2 separate regions of the Zea mays genome follow, and region 1 is linked to region 2. The links are chromatin contacts, called in public Hi-C maps. All regions are on one chromosome and are shown on one strand. The core of a region is the stretch at or near the end of the contact, and the rest is flanking DNA. Distances in the headings are between cores, read along the strand shown. Region 1 holds the start of LOC100283075 (selT/selW/selH selenoprotein domain containing protein). Region 2 holds the start of LOC100191513.

Region 1 (7,347 bases), core at 2,284-4,783, 150 kb before region 2:
GAGATAGTCGTGCTCCGGAGTTGCACCGGACAGTCCGGTGCACACCGGACAGTCCGGTGAATTATAGCGGACTAGCCGTTGGCGTTTCCCGAAGCTGGCGAGTTCCTGAGGCTGATCTCCCTTGGCGCACCGGACACTGTCCGGTGTACACCGGACAGTCCGGTGAATTATAGCGCGAGTGCCTTGGAACTTCCCGAAGGTGGCGAGTTTGGAGCTGGAGTCCTCTGGTGCACCGGACATTGTCCGGTGCTCTCAGACCAGAGGGCCTTCGGTTCCCACTTAGCTCCTTTGTTGAATCCATAACTTGATCTTTTTATTGGCTGAGTGTGAACCTTTTACACCTGTGTAATCTATACACTTGGGCAAACTTAGTTAGTCCGAATGTTTGTGTTGGGCAATTCAACCACCAAAATTAACTAGGAACTAGGTGTAAGCCTAATTCCCTTTCAATTAATTTTGATGGGACCCAATAGGTCACCCTAGTCTGGTTATCTTGTTACCTTGTTTACCCCCGAACTATTTGGGTAGTTGTGCTATTGCTCTATATGGTTTTGGGTTTAATATTACATTATGATCATGTTCCAATTATACTGTCGTTTTATTTATTGTTCATGACAAGACCATTATGTTAATTGGAACATGGAGCTTAACTTGAGAAACACGTGCCACCCCAAGGGTGGAATGGGACGCCCTTGGCTGACTAACTAGGAAAGCTAGTGGAGGACTACCTTATCCGATAGGGCCAAGGGCAGTAGGGGAGCAGGCGTGTAGGGAGGTTCTCGGGTTAATTTTGCGGCGATGGCGGTCAGACGGGGGATTCCTGCATTGCTCTTCCTAGAAACCGTAGCGGGTTTTCTGAAGTTAGTGGTACTTTATAAAGGTCTCGTAGTAGATCCCTAGTCATTCACCTCGCTAGTGTCTAAGGGTCTAGCTAACCCTGGCGACATGGGATACACGACTTGTGGGCACAGGGTACAACCTCTGCAGAGTGTAAAACTGGTACACTATCCGTGCTCGCGGTCATGAGCAGCTCAGGACTCTCGTATGATTAAACTATGGAACTAAATTCAATTTGTCATTTGCGTTGCATGAGATTTATTATTAATTTTGTTCTATTATTATTCTGGGTTGGTGTTTACTTACATTTAGTAACTGGTAATAAAATTTTGACCAACTTATTAAAAGCAATGCTCAGCTTTAACCCCTATTATTGATCAGCCTTACACTTCACATGAACTCCCACCTTTGGTGAGTTCATGCACATTATTCCCCACAACTTGTTGAGCTATGATCTTTTGTGAGCTCACACTTGCGATATATAAACCCCCCACAGGAGAAGAACAGGTGGTCCAGGAGGAGCCGTACAACGAGGAGTACGATTTGATCCAGGTGGCGTCTCCCAGTCAACTTTATGACGCCATGGATGGACATTAGTTCGTTTTATATTTATCATTTATTTTTGTAAGACTTTCGCTATGTAATAATTATTTTTATGATATTGTGACATTTATCTCTATACACTCTGTTATTATATGTGTTGTTCTCGCACATATGAGATGCACCCGACTTTATCCCTTAAATCTGGGTGTGACACCAACAGGGCTGTTTCTAAAGGTGTGTTTGGTTGAATATGTAAGGAGGGATAGAATGGGTGGTCACAGTTTCTATAGTATTTGGATGAGAGTCACGTGTGAGCGAGATAAACACCAGAGTTTTTTTTGTGGCGGCGTGATCCCAAAAAATCAAGAGGACGGTGTCGCCCTCGACTCATTCCTACTTTATCTTCAAACCAAACACATCCTAAGATTTCAGGCCCGAGTAAAAATTTATATAGAGATCCTTTTAACCTATGTATATGTATAATAAATCTATATTATGTTATGTACATACATTTTTAAATATACAATAAATGATTACTACACTATTGAGGAGTAAAAAATTGTTTAATCAGAATTCACAAACCTAAATATATAGAACCTAGTAGACCGAAGCAAATAGCATGCCAAACATAATTTAGCTAGTTTCCGTCTTACCTAATTATTGTATACGTGTACGCATACGTGTGAAGATCGATCGCCGACGACGTGTTTGCAGTCCAATCCTTTGACGAAGTGTTGGCTGAATTGGTTTTTTCGATGTATTATGTTCTGATTTGGGAATTGGGATCGATTTGGTGATAATGGCGTACATGATCGCAGCAAGCCATTAGCCACGTACTGCCCATGATAGCGAGGGTGGGCTGCTATAGCATTAGGCTAACCAAGACAACGCTGATTAAGCTGATTAAACAACTAAGGCTATATTTATTTCTATCTATATTATATAAGTTGGATTATGGTGGAAGTGTAAGAAAATAAAATATTCATTTTGAATCACAAATAAGCTAAAATAAGTAGCTTATTTATTTTAGCTTATTTATGATTTTAAAGTGATATTTTATTCTTCTACTTTTTTTACCATAGTTCAACTTATATAATTTACGAGATAAATAAATATATCCTAAATATTACAATTAAGTATATCCTTGGTGAGGATCTCAATATTTTGGCGCCCTGGCGGCCGCCAGCTCGCCCCCTCAGATACGGGCCTGCGCCAAGGTCTGAGGCAACAGTGCGCGAAGATAACCACGCGGGAGCGGAAGCTCGGCTGGCGTGCGGTGCGGCCCGGCCCGGCCCGGCAACGAAGGCGTGGTGCAGTCCTGGCCGACGCGCAGCACGAGGCGGTGGCTCGGCAGGTGTGCGGACTCATCCTCACTCATCTTGCCTTCGCTTTCTCGGAGCTGCAACGCCTGCCCGTCGTTGGCCCTCATGGTCAGCGAGACAAGAGCAGGTACAAAATAAAAAATGAGAACAAGTAGTATTGAGAAAGAAAATCTGCTGGAGCTAGTTTTGTCTATTAAATTCCTTTATAACTGTTTTTACATGCTTATCTAAATAGTTTTCTTAGAGCATCTCTAGAGTACTCTCTATTTTAACTCTCTATTTATTTTTTCATAAAAATTAAAACTCTATATGTAGTATTTTACTCCAACAGACTCTTCAATATACAAGTTTGACGAGTTAGATGATTAATCTGTTGAAAAGTTATTCTACTATTAAAATAGCTAAAATTTGACTTAACCAGTCATTTAGCTAGTTTATTGGAGATATTCTTATCTATATTTTATTTATCTTCAACACATGTAAAATGTATTTTATTCTAGATTTTTAGATATATGTATTTATCATATTTTTAAATATTACTGTCTAAACAATAAAAATAGATAAAGAGATGAGTGTGTTTTTTATATAAAAAATGAAGTTTATAAAATATTTCAGAGACAATAAAATCTTCTTTAAATAAAGGATAGATGATCTTTAGTAATGTATTTTTGGAGACAGTGTTTAGAGAAATGTGACGGTTAAGAAGGCCGTGATTTTATGACCTCGTTACCATCACCTGCTATTTTGGCGGGAAAAAGCCTTTTTCTCCCGCGCCTTTTCCCATTCCCCTCCAGTCTATTAACCTTTCCGTGTCTCCACTCGCACTTCCGCGACGCGCAACCCAAAGCAAACGCACCGGCTCGAGCCAATCCACCACCCAGCCATGCCTCCCAAGCGCAAGTCCCCGGCGACGATTGCCCCTGCCGCGGGGTCCCCGAGGAAGACGCGGAGCATGGTTGCTGCTGCTGCTGCAGGGAAGCGGGCAACGGAGCCTGCTCCGGCGAAGGCAGTGCCGGCCAAGAAGGAAGACGAGGCGGCGGTTGCCGAGTTGAAAGGGAGGAAGAGGGGCAAGAAGGAAGCCGAGGCGGTGACGGTGGCCACCGAGCCGAAAGGGAGGAAGAGGGACAAGAAGGAAGCCGAGGCGGTGACGGTGGCCACCGAGCCGAAAGGGAGGAAGAGGGGCAAGAAGGAAGCCGAGGCGGTGGCACCAGCGGCAGAGGAGGAGGATGGGGTTGATGTGGCGGCTGGAGCGAAGCGTGTCATCGTCGAGGCCTGGTGAGTGCCTTCGTGTGTACTTTTAGGATATGCGGTGATTTGTCTGCTGAGAGAGGTAAAGGACGGGTATAGGTTATTTTATTCTTGTTTGATTGCCCTTATTGATTTGTTTCTGCCGGAGGGATGGAGATTTGGTCTTTTAGCAAGGAAAAGCGTGTGGATAGATAGTGATAAACACCAATGGGGAGTACCGGACAATTGGTCTGGGCTTGTTTTTCTTTGCATTTGCGAGGTGTCGTCTGTGATTAATGCAATATGCAATATAAGTTGGAATGCACATTCTTTACATTGACAAACAAACGAGATATCCTGTTCAATCAGTCATTTCGTACAAGCGTACAATCAAACTATCTAGAACATCTGATTTAGATCCAACCCTTTTATATGGAAGGGGTTAAATGTAGTTACTGTTGGATTTTGATTTTGCGTCAGATCGTTTGATTGCACGTTCGCACCAATATGATTTATTGCACATGATATATGGAAAGAATATGTGGAAGTAAGTAGTCCAGTATACTTTTTTTTATTGTTTCAGAGGAACAACAAATGGATATATATATTTTTTAAAATAGTTTCAAAGATAGAGTGTATGCAACTCTATCCGTTGCAGGCTATACAATGTCACTGATCCAAACGCATTTTTATTTATCATGTCTGCAAGCTATTGAAATCACCTATTTTTTCGAGACAATAATAGTTATTCTGGTTCTGGTGTTATCTACAATCTCGTCTTAATATTTAAATTTATCATCCTTAGGTTTATTGTAGAAGCTTTCTTGTTTTGCTTGAAATATGTTTGCAGCAACTGTACAGTTGCGAAACCTCGGAGACACACAATACCCGTGCGCAAACATTTGGAGCAAGGTCCTCAATGCAACATCCAAACAAACCACCTATCTGTTTAAAAATGTGTCATTTCTATTGCCGACATGAGATTGTAAATCAACGGCAAAGAAATTCTGCATTTTGGTTGACCCACACCGTCAAGGCTTTACCAAGGTCTCTCCTTGTCTGTCTTTGCAAGCCACATCCACCTTATTTGCAGCGCCCAGCTCATATATTCAAGGTTGAGAATGCCCAGCCCACCATACTCAAGCGCCCCCTGCACTTCGTTCCACGAAACCAGACAATTGCCACCATTTACTTGCTAAAAAGGAAAGTTAGGCAGTGCCTAGATGCTAGGCAGAATAGGTGTTTACCTGTTCTCTCTGTTATTTTGCTCTCATATCTGATTCCGACCACAAACACACATGACACACCTTCATTTAACATGCAAAAGGTACAATCAAGAAGGCTTGCCTTGTCACTTAGCAGGTCTGTATTGCTTGCTCGGTGCCTGGCACCTTCTGTAACATTGTTTTTGAAGTCACATGTCAGCGAATTTTGTTTTTTAAGAAATAGTTGCCTTCATTAGTTGAAGGCTTCCCTGTTTTTTCCATTCTTCATAATTCTTAATATAGTTTTTCCTGTCCATGCACTTTATTTCGTGATACATAGCTGCAACTTTGCTTACAGTTGTTCTTTCTGCTATTCTATAGCACTCAGTGCAGACAGTTTAAGATCCGAGCTCAGAAGGTGAAGGAGGACCTGGAAAGTTATGTTTCGGGGGTGTCTGTGATAATCAACCCTCAGAAGGTATTCATAGCGTGTTAATCGTCACGATCTTTGCCAAACCATGGGGTTGTTTGATACCCTAAAACGGCTTTCATGTACATCATACTTTCTTGATGGCCATTATACTAATTTTTTTAAATCCCCAGCCACGCCGTGGTTGCCTTGAGATACGTGAAGAAGGCGGTGAAGTGTTCATATCACTGCTGGTAATATTCCTAACTATCATTTTCTTAAATCTTGTAGGTTTAGGCTATATGTATCGTGTCTATTTTAGAGCTATCTATTATCTGAGGCCTACACCAAATTCTATCTAATGATCTCATGGTAGCATTTAATACATTTTTGTGCATGTCAATTAGCCTGGGACAGCACCGCTCATTGCCCCACACTAGAGTGATTCATGAAATGCTACTTCAAAATACAAAGTTCGAACATGTACCGTTTTTGCTAACCGTTTGTACAATGCGTTACTTGTGATAAAACCTTCCAAACAAAAGTTGCATACATTTGATTTAGTTAGTATCGGCTTACCAAATTGTTGTGCTTCTTTTCATTCCGCCTTGGCTTTATTCCATGTTGTACGTTGTTTCTTAGAAAAAAAAATGGTAGAAATAGGATGAATAAATAGTGGTTTGCATAATCTAAGATGTCTTTTCTGATAATAGCAGGGATAGCCCATCGTTGCATGTATCCACATCATTTCATTTGGTTTAATTAAAACTCCATTTGATGCACAGAACATGCCACGCCCCTTCACACCAATGAAGAAGCTCGACATGGACAAGGTTATCAAGGACATCGCCAAGAAGATCTCCTAAACCATGTTGGCTGGCTATGGCTCGGCGGCACCATTTTGTGATTGAAATATTCAATCTAAGATCGTAATCTTCAAAGGGTACGGTGTACCTTAGGTGTAGGTTCCAATCAGTGGCGTTTCCTATTGCATTGGCCATGTGCCCATGTCTCGTACTCGTACCTATGCTTGTCCTGCATTGCTGGGGCATATCGTTTTCTGTTATATGATATATGCCCTGAAAATTCCTTGACTTCTGATCTACCGTGTTCTCTGCCACCCGCGTTTGAAGTGTTGGAGTTTTCATTGTTCATGTCAGTGGCAATCTACTTTTTTCTTGGTATACAAGAGCTGAAGAGATCTCCAAGAGTGCCCAAAGAAAAAAAAAGTGCCAAAAAAATGTAGTTTTGGCTGGTTGCAAAGATATATTGTTTGGTGGAAAAGAAGTCTTAAGCGAGTTTGGAAATCCTATTTTTCAAGAGATTTTTTCTAAGAAAAAATAATTTATTTTCTCTTAGTAAAATGAAAATTCCTTAAAAATGGAGTTTCCAAACTAGTCTTTTTTTACGAAGGGGCGAAACCCCCTATTTCATTAAGAAATAGGAAAATTTGAAACAACCGTCACCTCGCGGTAAAACATCCAAAAGATCGACCACGACCAATACCCTATCTAGACTCTAACCACTATCACGAGATCAGTGAAGAGCCTACGATAACAAGAAAAGTTTTGGTCTATGAAGGACTATATAAGACTTTCTTATTTACAGCCCAACAAGACAGGCAGAAGCCACAAAAGGAACTGAACAGTCTAGCCAACAAAAGACAGACAACTATCCACATCAACTTCCAAGTTTCAGCTTCGGATCAACCAGAAATACGCCTGTCGAGAGGGCACCACCCTAAGGCCCTTCCGAAAGCTTCACTTGCCGTCTTTCGGATTAGCTTGCTTCCTAGCACCACCAT
Region 2 (7,072 bases), core at 1,330-3,829:
TTATGCATTGTGTCGTTACCTAACCCAGTGTGTATATAGGGTTTCTAACATTTACGTTAGCTCGATATTTACGATCAAACTGAGAGGTTTTACACTCAAAACTGAATATTTTTACGATCGAACATGGAGATGCGTCCAAATAGTGACCCGCATGCCAATTTTTAAGTAGTGTACCATAATGCATAAATACATTCATCGTGTAGCATAATTAGTATCAATATATATCATATAATGTTTGTAACGAGCCTAGCTGCATGACTGTTGTAAAGATCCTATTTTTATGGACGAAATAATACATTTAAATCAGTTTTTTTGTTTCCATGCATGCCAATCCATTTTCTTTCAACGCATATTCTTACCATCCTAAATTTGTGTGCATTTAGCAGGAAACAAATTTTTTATGCGGTGTACCACACTACATAAGTATCTATACCGTATAACATAATTAGTATTAGTATATGTTATAATCTGGTTACAACGAGCCTAACTGCATAACTCTTGCAGATATCCTATTTTTATGGACGAAATTAACCATTTAAATCAGATTTTTTGGTTTCCATGCATACCAATTTATTTCCTTTCAACGCACATTCTTTATCATCCTAAATTTGTGTGCATGCAGCAGAAAATTGATTTTTTACGCGGTATACCACACTGCATAAATATCTACACCGTGTAACATAATTAGTATCAGTATATATCATAAACTGGTTCTAGCATGCCTAGCTGCATGGTTGTTTGTAGAGATCCTATATTTATGGGAGAAATAAAGCATTTAAATCAGATTTTTTGTTTCCATAAATGTCAATCCATTTCTTCTCAACACACATTTTTTTCATCCTAAATTTTGTGCACATGCAGCAGGAAAAACTAATTTTTATGTGGTTTACAGTATTGCATAAATAACTACAATGTGTAGCATAATTAGTATCAGTATATATCATAAAATGTTTCTAACGAGATTAACTGTATGACTGTTATAGAGATCCTATATTTATGGACAGAATAAAGTATTTAAATCAGATTTTTTGTTTATATGCATATCAATCCATCTACTAATGACGTGTTTGGATTGCAGCATCATGTAGCCCGGAGTTAAATCATCCGTCATGGGTTAGAGATCAGAAGGACGAGGTCATCCGCTGCTTTTTCAAGGAACCAGCTCGACCGCCTATGGAGAAAGCTACGAAGGATGGCTTGATGACGGATGGATTTACCTCGTGACACAAACCAAACAGAACATGCAGGTTCGAATTTAGGTTCGGATGATTCCGGATGAGTTCATTTGTCAATCCAAACAGGTCGTAAATTTGTGCTAATCCTTCTAATTTTATTGCGCATGCAAATAGAAAAAAGAAGGCGCGCATGCAGGGATGGGCGCGAGGTGAAGGCGACCAGGTCTGGTTGGATGGGACTAGTCTGGTCAGATGGTACATATATGACTAGGGCGTGCACCATATCTTTGGAAGACTAGGGCTTTCAATAGCCTTACCCATATATAACAAAGAATATAAATGGATTTTTTTGCTAGCCAAAGGAAAGCGGAAACATTAAGAGCGCAGAGAGGTGTTCGATTGGTGGAATGATATAGTCCGGTGTTATCCCATTTTTCTTGTTTTTTATTTAGTTTGTCAAATAGAATAAGTTGATTCGTGACTACCTTATGTTTTTTATATAAACTAAGGGCCCCTTTGGCAGGGCTCTGGCTTCTCCAAAAACGGCTTTGGCTCTGACTCATGAGGTGAAGCCACTTTTTTAGATGAGCCAAAGCCATTCTGAAAAATCATTTGGCAAAACGGCTTATAGGTTGTTTTTCAGAAAGACCATTGTATAGTTTACTTTTTATAGATCTCTCCTGTACGTGGCTAGGGATTGAGGACAGGACAAAAAAAATAATTTGGACTGGTGGGAGGGCTATTGTGCAAAAATGACGTGAGCTGAAGCCGGGTGAGCCACTTTTTTGGCTCATGCCCTCTAGTTCATTTTGGAAAAGCACTTCACTGGTGAAGCCATTTGAAAAAGAGGTATTTGGCACAACTTTTGCATGAGCCAGAGCTGAAGCTAAAAAATAAGCCCTACCAAAGGGGCCCTAATATTTAATGCTGGTATGAAAAATGTTGTTGTTTCAAAAATTTAAGAAATAAACTCATAAAAGATAATATTAGTTTTCTCGAACCTTCCTCCGCTTTCCCGCTCTCAGCAACCCCACTATCCACCATCCTATCCCTAGCAGCAGCAGGACGCCAGGACCACGTGTTTCATTAACAAACAAACATGATCCTGCTTTGTCACCGGCCCCTCCCTCACCTACCAGGATGAACCTGCTGACGTCGACCTCTGTCACCATTCCCGCCCATGCTCAACTCCCCTAGAGACCGGTCCCACGCGCCGGCGGAGCCCTGCTTTTTTCGTCGTCGCTCTCCCAGCGAGCCGTGCCCGTCTGCTCCTCCTCTCTCCCTCCATGCTCCTCGCTGCGCTCTCTTCCCCGCACACTTATCTTTCCAGCTCAGTGTCCGTCCCTCTCCTCGACACGCACATCTTCCATTGCTCGCTTGCTTCCTCGTGTCGTCTAGCTCTATCCGATTCCAACACAGCTACCTATAAATACATCTCTCTCTCTCTCTCTCTCCCCGAGCAGAGCTAGGCAGAGGGCAGACCATTGGCGAGAGGATTGTTGGAGCTCGGCCGAGCAGAGCACGCACAGTGTGATTGTGTGTGTGTGTGTCTGACATGGCGTCGCTCTGGCTAGCGAGAGCGTCGTCCCAGCTGGCGCGCCGTGCCGCCGCCAGGAGGCCTCCTCCGCGTCCTGCGCGCCACGGCTCCGGCCAACCCACCAGTTCGTGGTTCTTGGGCTCGGTGCCGCAGGCGGCCCTTGGGTCACCAGCGCTGGACACAAGCCGCCGGGGCTTCTGCTCCGTCCGGCGCTTCGCAGGGGAGAGCAGCGCTGCTGCTGCTGCGGCGGCTGTCGTCGACGAGGAGCCGGAGAGCGGGTTCGCAGCCGGCGATCAGCAGGTATGCGTCGACCAGAGCAGCAGCTAGATAGATTCTGAACTGCTAGTATGAACTTTTGGATCGGGCCATGTAGCTCTTTCCTGATTTCAAATAAGCAAATTCTCTGCCTTTGTGGGATCTGGAAGGACCAATCCTCTGATACAAATTCCAGGAGCTGCAGATAATATAATATCAAGGCTTAAGGCATCTCTTCTTGCCCATCTGCTCTATGCTCCCTGACCTGGTTGCCTGGTTGGTGTAACTTGTCGGTACTCGCTAGCCCGGTGCATGCATGATGCATCCATCCTTTCTGAAGCACAGTAGTTTTTTTCCCCATTCCATCTGTGTTCTTCACGTTCTTCCTCTGCGATCCAAAATTCGGTCACGTCATCAACTTGTCGACCGACTCCGATAGCCACCGTTACACCAACTCTTTTCTGAATTTTGAAACTGAAGGTAACAGGTCGCGGAGGACAATTGTGGATAGAATTGACAACAATTAGTAAACAAGGCAGATAATAAGAGAGGATGGATTTGGTTGCTGATTTCCCTGTGGTTGGTTGACTGCCTGATGACTGTATTAGATAGTGACGTGCTTTCATCTGGAATGGTAGTGCCAATCTTCTCTGGTAGTATTAGCTTAGTATAATACGTTTGCTTTCCGTGTCAAAGGGTGACGACACCCAATGATTAGGAACATCTCCATGTCTTTACTGCACTTTGTTTCTCTTTTATATACAAACCAAACAAAGTGCTGTCTCTTTGGCATGGTCAATGAGACCAACTGTCTCTCCAAGACGGGTAAATTTGACCACCCGAGACTGTTTTCTTCCACCGACGCTGATTTAAATTTGCACGCATTCGTGTGCCGTCAAATCTTGTAGGCAGTTGACTTTCCAGGAGGGAAAGTATCCTTTGTGGCCGAAATGAACTTCCTTCCAGAATCGACGAGGGAAAGGATCAACTGCTACCGCGTGCTTGACGACGACGGCAGAACGATATCAGGAAGTAGATTCCAAGAGGTACGCTGATGGCTGCACTGCACCGTTCTGAGAAGTTCTCTCTTCAGACTAGATGCTGCGAGGGAGACTTGTTCTGAAGATTAATGCTGTTCATCCTTGTCAGGTCAGTCGGGAGCTGGCTCTGAAGATGTACAGCGAGATGGTGACGCTCCAGATCATGGATACCATCTTCTACGAGGCTCAGAGGCAGGGCAGGATCTCGTTCTACCTCACTTCCAACGGCGAGGAAGCGATCAACATAGCCTCTGCTGCTGCGCTCAGTATGGATGACATTGTGCTGCCTCAGGTAGTACATGTGCATCAGCTATTCCACTCCTCTGAATCTTAATCTAGCAGAAAGATATAGTCTATTTTTCCAACAATCGATTCACACACTGCCCCCATTTCTTTGCTGCGACATGCGGAGCCCAAAATGTAGTACAGGGAACCTGGTGTTCTTCTATGGCGTGGCTTCACTCTGCAGGAGTTTGCAAACCAGTGCTTTGGGAACAAGCTGGACTATGGTAAAGGGAGGCAGATGCCCATTCACTATGGGTCGAACCGTCTGAACTATTTCACAGTCTCGTCACCTATCGCGTAAGTCTCAAGCATCTCTTCCGCGTCGGAAAGGTCTTGCGAGTGAAGGTCATATGTTCCATTCTTCCTTATTTTTCCCAGAACACAGCTCCCTCATGCTGTTGGAGCTGCCTACTCTCTGAAGATGGACAAGAAGGACGCGTGTGCCATCACATACTTTGGGGACGGTGGGACAAGTGAGGTAGATGAAAGCTCTCCAGCCACTGACCAGTCGCTTGCCAGTGCCATTATATCCAGCCTTCCTGACAGATGAACATTTCTCAGGGAGACTTCCATGCAGCGCTCAACTTCGCGGCTGTTATGGAGGCACCGGTGATCTTCTTCTGCCGCAACAATGGCTGGGCCATCAGCACTCCGACTACTGAACAATTCAGAAGTAGCAACAGCGTGTCTTCATATACTGATCCATGGCAGTTACAAGTAAACAATGCAATGTCGTGTTAAAATTCTAGTCGTGTTGCAGGTGATGGAGTTGTCATCCGTGGCCAGGCTTATGGGATCCGTGGCATCCGAGTAGATGGCAATGATGCTCTTGCTGTGTACAGCGCAATCCATGCTGCCCGAGAAATGGCTGTAACTGAAGGAAGACCAATTTTAGTTGAGGTGCTCAGTAGATCCATGGAGTTTCATTACCTGAAATGCACAAAAAAAACTTCAGTATATAATTAATCTGAGTATCGACTAATGAGATTTCAGGCACTGACTTACCGAGTCGGCCATCACTCGACATCCGATGATTCGACCAAGTACAGGCCAGTTGATGAGATTGAGCATTGGCGAACAGCGAGGGATCCGATTTCCAGATACAGAAAATGGGTTCAGGGTAATGACTGGTGGTCTGATGCTGAAGAATCTGAGCTCAGGAGCAGAGTGAGAAAAGAGGTACTGCACCAAAGATTCATATTCCCAGCACACCTTCGATACATCGTCATACATGACATCTGAAACTGCCTGTTAACTTGTGTGCAGCTTCTCCAAGCCATCCAGGTTGCAGAAAGAATGCCAAAACCACCAGTTACTGAGCTTTTCACTGATGTTTACGACAAGATCCCTTCCAACCTGCATGAACAAGAGCAATTGCTGCGGGATACAATCATGAGGCACCCTGCAGACTACCCAACTGATGTACCCGTTTAGTTTTCTTGGCCTTAGATGAGCAGTATCGTTGTGTAATTATTGATGAGTCAGGTCCATAGCATTTTGAATAATACAGTGATTCAGCCAGTGAACTGCTGATTCAACACGTTCTTAAACAATAATTCAACCTGGCAGATTGCCCTGTTGCTGGCACTCGTGAGCCATGCTAAGATATTTCATTGCCTGCACAGCGTACCTTATAATAATAATAGCTACTGAAGCTGCATATAAAATATAGTAACCAGACTGGCAGAGATCATTTCAAATGATTCCCTATTCTAAGTAACTTAAATGCCCTCCAGTCATAATTTCGTATATAAAGCGTTAACTCCGCCAACAAGATTCTAATGTTGACAGTGTGAAAAATAAAATACTAGAGCACAAGGGTCAAGATGGAGAAACAGTACAAAATGCTATGGACCTGAATCATCAGACCAACAATTTCAAATTCATCTGTCAAGGACCTATATCAACAATTGTTAACCTAAAACTAAAATTTCCATGCTAATAATACTAAATAGGCACTAATATTCTGCAAACTGCATCGGAAATAGAACCGCAAAAATATCTCATACTATGCCTATGCTTTTGCCCCAGATGTAATTACAACTTACAGCAACAAGCATATATTGTATGGTTCCTCACATCTGTATCAAACATATTTCCCCTATATTGTCACATCATAATCACTTATATATCATTTTTACTGTTGAATAGAGTAGGGATCATTATAATATTTTTCTGAACCAAAGGTATGAAGTTCCAAATACCAACTTCAACAAAGATTTTTCTAGAAAGATGAAAAATGCACATAGAAAATAGGAAACCCAATCAGGTAAATTCATATCCATTTGTTGAGATAAGGAAATGTGAGTATGTGAGTGGCATATGACTCACACGATACACTAGCATATGGTACAAGTACAACAACTTTTCCGCACATCGAGATTGTGCAAAACTAATATTAAGATTCAAACAGGAAATGTCATAACAAATATTGCAACTGCTCCATGAACACAGCAGCCTACTGTTCCTCCTTCATAGCCTCTTGAACCGCCTTTAGAACTAGTGGCATTAAATGCTTGTTTGTTGCAATAATTCCTCTGTCACGATCAAGATATCTACCTTTGCAAAAATCCAAATCGTTTCCTGCGGCATCTTTTACCATGCCACCAGCTTCTGCAAACATCGGATAGGGAGGGGGGGGGGGCATTAGTAAAGAGATCTTTTATAAGTTGTTGATTTAATTGCCTCCTGGAATAGAATTATATTCCATACCTGTGACAATAATTGATCCAGCTGCATGATCCCAAACTGTTTCTATGTAACTTTTGTGCGGGATGCGC

The links. A called contact is a pair of places that touch in the nucleus more often than the background predicts.
Region 1: a contact with region 2 is called in a Hi-C map of ear, with 2.5 times the contacts expected there. The contact joins the promoter of LOC100283075 here to the promoter of LOC100191513 in region 2. A contact is called at or near these places in 7 of 25 Hi-C or Micro-C datasets (bundle sheath, ear, leaf and 3 more) and 1 of 3 datasets of contacts at active chromatin or transcription factors (leaf).

The regions. Positions count from the first base shown.
Region 1 is chr10:15,482,161-15,489,507 of Zm-B73-REFERENCE-NAM-5.0, forward strand. It overlaps LOC100283075 (selT/selW/selH selenoprotein domain containing protein), which reads left to right and starts at 3,534. Exons shown (of 4, transcript NM_001155977.3): 1 at 3,534-3,977; 2 at 5,516-5,612; 3 at 5,738-5,797; 4 at 6,329-6,646. The coding sequence starts at 3,586. The coding sequence ends at 6,409.
Region 2 is chr10:15,637,889-15,644,960 of Zm-B73-REFERENCE-NAM-5.0, forward strand. It overlaps LOC100191513, which reads left to right and starts at 2,580. Exons shown (of 9, transcript NM_001136945.1): 1 at 2,580-3,012; 2 at 3,876-4,013; 3 at 4,117-4,299; 4 at 4,432-4,589; 5 at 4,671-4,770; 6 at 4,854-4,965; 7 at 5,053-5,192; 8 at 5,286-5,471; 9 at 5,559-5,846. The coding sequence starts at 2,731. The coding sequence ends at 5,726. LOC100276170 reads right to left here. Exons shown (of 8, transcript NM_001150020.2): 7 at 7,005-7,072; 8 at 6,546-6,905. The coding sequence ends at 6,751.